Regions from separate parts of the Macaca mulatta genome. Here region 1 is linked to region 2. Evidence: chromatin contacts called from public Hi-C data. All regions are on one chromosome and are shown on one strand. Each heading gives the region's core, a stretch centred on a gene start, on an enhancer-like site or on the middle of the called end of the contact. The rest is flanking DNA. Distances are from core to core; before and after follow the strand shown. Region 1 holds the start of KIF2C (kinesin family member 2C). Region 2 holds the start of LOC144333799.

The links. Hi-C and Micro-C count contacts between places; a contact is called where the count stands out from the background.
Region 1: a contact with region 2 is called in a Hi-C map of fetal cortex germinal zone, with 4 times the contacts expected there. The contact joins the promoter of KIF2C here to the promoter of LOC144333799 in region 2.

What each region holds. Positions count from the first base shown.
Region 1 is chr1:195,899,516-195,902,215 of T2T-MMU8v2.0, reverse strand. It overlaps KIF2C (kinesin family member 2C), which reads left to right and starts at 1,290. Exons shown (of 21, transcript XM_015138048.3): 1 at 1,290-1,880. The coding sequence starts at 1,811.
Region 2 is chr1:195,325,605-195,328,329 of T2T-MMU8v2.0, reverse strand. LOC144333799 reads right to left here and starts at 1,426. Exons shown (of 2, transcript XM_077959778.1): 1 at 953-1,426. The coding sequence starts at 1,331.

The DNA.
Region 1 (2,700 bases), core at 41-2,540, 570 kb before region 2:
CCCCCAACTCATTCCTTCACAATCCCACTCTCCCTTTTCAGTATATGGTCCATCATGCAGCCAGGTGCTCTAGCCAGAAACCAGGAGTCATCCATGACCACCCCTGTCATTCACATCCATCAGCAAAATCCATTCACTTCACTTCCCAAACATGGGGTATCTTGAATCAATTCTCTCAGCTGTACTTCCAATCCAGTATCACCACCCTGGCCTATGCCAGCATAATCTCTTGCCTACTAAGTGCTCTCTGCACTCTGTCTTGCCCCTTTCAACTCTACTCTCCACACAACAGCAAGTTTGCCTGACATAAAAGTAAAATGTAGGCTGGGCGCGGTGGCTCACACCTGTAATCCCAGCACTTTGGGAGGCGGAGGCAGGTGGATCACCTGAGGTCGGGAGTTCACGACCAGCTTGACCAACAGGGTGAAACCTCATCTCTACTAAAGATACCAAATTAGCCAGGCATGGTGGCGCATCCCTGTAATCCCAGCTACTTTGGAGGCTGAGGCAGGAGAATTGCTTGAACCCGGGAAGTGGAGGTCGCGTGAGCCAAGATCACGCCACTGCACTCCAGCCTGGGCAACAAGAGTGAAATTCTGTCTCAAAAGAAAAAAAAGAGAAAGTAAAATGTAAATCAGATCTTCTTAGTCCCCTGCTTAAAACTTTCAATGACTTCTCATTAGCATAAAAGCCAAAATTACTACTACAGGCCACAAGATGCTCAATGATTTTGCCCCTGCCCACCTCTTCAACTTCTTCTGATGTTCCTCTCCCCCACTGCCTTCCAGCCATCTTCAAACAAGACCTTTCCTGGCCAGGCACAGTGGTTCACACCTGTAATCCCAGCACTTTGGGAGGCTGAGGCAGGCAGATCGTCAAGAACAGGAGGCTGGAATTCGTGGTTCACATATGTAATCCTAGCAGTTTGGGGGGCGAAGGAGGGAGGATCTTTGAGCCCAGGAATTCAAGACCAGCCTGGGCAACACAGCAAGAACACTGTCTCTAATTTAAAAAAAAAGAGGACAGGAACTGTGTGTCTAGTTGACTACTATTATCTCCATTTCCTAGTACCATGCCTAGCACGTGGTAGACATTCACTCAATAAATATCTGGTGAATCGTGTCTTCCTGGAAATTTATACGTAACTCCTTGAATGACGAAACATGCTTCTCCACTGTGCAATGAGAAAAACTAAGTCAAGTTTCTAACCTGTGGTTTTATTTTGCTTAGAGAACAGGGTCTTGGCTACGTTGCCCTTGCTGGTCTCGAACTTCTGATCTCAAGCGATCACTCCCACCTCTAGCCTTCCTAAGTGCAAGGATTACAGGAGTGAGCCACCGCGCCCGGTCAAGTCTCCAATTTGCTCGAGGTCATTGAACTAGCAACTGAAGAAGCTAGGATTCGAACCCATGTCTGTAGTATTCCAGAGCCCTCACTCTGAAATACATACCGAAGTTTCCCAGTTTTCGGGAACCCGGCTGTACAAGATGACCAAACACAATACCAGGAAGCGGGAGCCCCAGACCCCGCGGAGCGCCAAAGTTCCCAGGAGGCACAGCGCTCGGGGGTGTGGCCAGACGCATGGGCGGTGCCGGGCGTCGGAAGACGGTTCGGAACTGCGTATCCCCCAAGGCTCTGCAGGGCGCCGCTGACCGCCGGAAGCGGGGGCGGGGACAGCGGGATGACGTTTTAAGGACGCTTGCGCGCGGGATTTAAACTGCGGCGGTTTACGCGGCGTTAAGACTTCCTAGGGTTAGCGGAATTGAGGTTTCCTAGCATTGCGCGTTTCTTTTCCTTGCTGACCCTCCGAATGGCCATGGACTCGTCGCTTCAGGCCCGCCTGTTTCCCGGTCTCGCCATCAAGATCCAACGCAGTAATGGTGAGGAGCGGGGTCCCTAGGTCAAGGGGACTCGTGAGCGGTGAGACGACGGAAATTACTGCCCCTCCCCAGACACACAAATGGGCTCTCACTCTCTTTCTCTCCCTCCCTCCTTTTCACACGCACTAACTCCTGGTCTCTGCACTGGCAGTCATTCTTCCCTACACAGGGGTGAGAGTCTGCGCTGGACGTGGGTCCCTTTCGCTGTCCTCCGGGAGTGGGCGGACCTTCTCCAAGGCTGGTAGATCCAGGGAAGTTGGGGCTTCTAAATTCACTTCACTTCCAAAATTCACCCCGGAAAATGCCCTGCTCTTACGGGGACCTCGGTCTCCTGGCCCCTCTACTCTGGAATAATATTGCACAGTTGCAGTATGTCAGGTACTGGGACTTAGGGTTAACGGGACAGACAAGATCCCTGCTCTTGAGCAGCTTGTAGTCGTTCTCTCTTTTGCTTAAGCAGCTACCGCACTTCTGGCACGTCTAATACCCGTGTCATTAGGGAAATGGACAGATATGACCGCCAGAAGTGAGTTAGGAAAACCCCAAGAGGGCCAGATCCTTAATGCTATGTTGAGGAAAAGTTCATTTAAGGGCTTTAAGGAATCCTCTGCTCAAACATACTTTTGTGTGTTCTCTTCTGTAGGCTCCCGCTCTCTTTTTTTTTGTAGGCTCTCTTTTGAGTAGGGGTGAATCCTTATCCCATGCAGCTCAATTTAAAAACCTGTCCCCTGCCCACCTCACTGTGGATATTCTAAAGGTGAAGCCCAGGAGATTTATTTCTCTTAGTTTTGTTTGTTTGTTTGTTTGTTTGTTTTTTAAA
Region 2 (2,725 bases), core at 177-2,676:
AAAATTCATGGTAGGGCTGGGCACAGTGGCTCAGCCTGTAATCTCAGCACTTTGGGAGGCCAGGGGGGGCAGATCACCTGAGGTCAGGAGTTCCAGACCAGCCTGGCCAACATGGCAGAAACCCCCATCTCCACTAAAAATACAAAAATTAGCCCAGCGTGGTGGCGCACGCCTGTAATCCCAGCTACTTGAGTGGCTGAGACATGAGAATCGTTCGAACCCAGTGGTGTGCCATTGCACTCCAGTCTGGGCAACAGAGCCAGACTCCATTAAAAAAAAAAAAAAAGTACATATGGTAAATATTATGTGTATTTTACCAAAACAATTTTTTATTTTTAAGGCAGTCTTGCCCTGTCGCCCCGTCTGAAGTGCAGTAGTGCGATCACAGCTCACTGCAGCCTTAACCTCCCCCAGCTCAGGAGATCCTCCCACCTCAGCCTCCCGAGTAGCTGGGACCACAGGCCTGCGCCACCACGCCCGGCTAATTTTTGTATTTTTGTAAAGACCATGTTGGCCAGGCGGGTCTCGAACTCGTGATCTCAAGTGATCCGCCCGCCTCAGTCTCCCAAAGCGCTGGGATTACAGGCGTCAGCCACCGTACCTAGCCGAAAAAGAATTTTTTAAAGTCACCATCTCTGCGAGGTTTTTCTGGGCCATCCCCAGGTAAAATGTCAAGCCCTCCACAAGCCGGAAGAGAGTCGGAGTCCTGTGGGGGAGGCAGGGGCGTGTCCAGAAAGGCGGGAGCTTCCGAGCCGCCTCCACGGGAAGGGAAAGGGGCGGGAGCTTGGAGGGGGCGGGTCCAGAACGGCTGGAGCTTCCGGGGCCGCCGCCTCTGGAAGGAAAAGGGGAGGGAGCCTAGAGGGGGCGGGACCAGGAAGGAGAGGGCTTGGGTTTTTGGGGTGTCAGCCTGCTCCTGCTGGGATAGGCAAGAGAGGGAAGGGCCGAGGCTTACGGTTTCGGAGTGAGGGGAGCTGCTCGGCAAGCCGCCGCGCCTGGGTTAAGAGCAGTAGGAGGAACGTGGCTTCACGACTTCGGCTCCTCGGCCATCCACAGCCGGGCCTCCGCCTCTGCTGACCTGGCTGCTGTAGAAGGCAGAAGAGGCCTGAAGCCTGCAGCAGCACCCTGCCCCGCGGCCCCGCGCGCCCTCCAGTGGCGTCATCCCGTTCGCTTTGGTCTCGACTGGCGCGCCTATCCTCCGCAGCAGCACCCCTTGGGAGGGCAATCGCGGCCAGGCTCCGAGGACCCATCTTGTGAAAGTTCCCCGTGGTCCTGACTTTAAGGGAAAAGGGGTCGTACGTGGGCCACGGCCGGAAGGGAGACCCAACATCCATGATGACGTCTGCCCGCCAGCCTCCCTCTTCAGAGCCCAGTCTGTGCCTTGCATCAAAGTCAAGCACAGGGCTCTTGTAGGGCACCGAGCCCCAGCCAAATCACCCTTTTCTTTCAGATAGCCCCCACTTACGCCCAGAAACCTTACTCCCTCCCTCTGGAGCAGGTGGGAAGTGAAAGGCCGGGGGGCCTGTTTCTGCTCCCTCTGTCTGTACCTGTGGCCCTTGAGTGAAAGCCCCAGCCATTGTACCAAAGACCTGAAGGTTCCAGGATTGCTCACTTGGGACCCTGACTATGAAGGGTCAAGATAGTCCATTCTGCCCCAGCACTCAGAACCTTATTACCAAGGCCCCTGCCCCAGGAATCCACCATCAAAACCAGGGCCCTGCCAGTGCCTTCCCAGTGTTCAGGCCTAGGGAAGAGCAGCCCCATTATGCCTGTTATTCCTGATCCTTCTGCAGTCTCTCTCTTTGTGACCCCATGGCCTTTGCTGCTATGGCTGCCCTGGCTCCACAGAGTGCCAGGTCAGAGACACCCTGGCCTACATAGGTTCACAGGCTAAAACCTGGGCTTCCTGCCAGGCTGCAACTCCCAGCTGCACACCGCAACCTGAGAAATCTCAGCACAGTCTAAGAAGTAGTAATGGGGTCGCTTCCGACTCGCTGGGGAAGGGAGATGAGGGCCTCTAGCTCTCCATGCCCAGTCTCTCATCATCAAAGTCATTTAAGGCCCCAGCGACCCCAGGGTTCAGCAGCATTCTGTTCATCATGAGCAGAGGGGTGACTGAATAGAATGGGAGGCAGGTGTGGCCTGAGCAGTTCCCAACTTGAATTTTCCCTTGAGCTTAGTGATTTGGGGCGGGGTTGGGGGGGCAGTTTGAGATATTTTCCCTTCACTTGTGGGAAATCTTCAGCCCCACAAATCGCTAAGCTGAAAGGAAAAGTCAAGCTGGGAACTACTCAGGGCAAACCTGCCTCCCATTTGATTCAAAGTCACTCCTCTGCTCACTGAGATAGACACATACCTGATTGCCTCCTTTGGAGAGGCTTATCAGAAAATAAAATAATGCAACCATTTGTCTCTCACTTACCTGCAACCTGGAAGCCCCCTCCCCGGTTGGAGTTGTCCCCGCCTTTCTGGACGGAACCAACGTACCTCTTACGTATGTTGATTAATGTCTCATGTCTCCCTAAAATGTATGAAAACAAACTGTGCCCCGACCGCCTTGGGCACATGGCGTTGGGACTCCCTGAGGCTGTGTCACAGGCACGCATCCTCAACCTTGGCAAAATAAAGTTTCTGAGTTAACTGAGACCTGTCTCAAATTTTCAGAGCTCACATTTTGGTAACCGTTGAGGGATTCTGAGTGGAGATGCCCCTGACTTTTGACAAATCT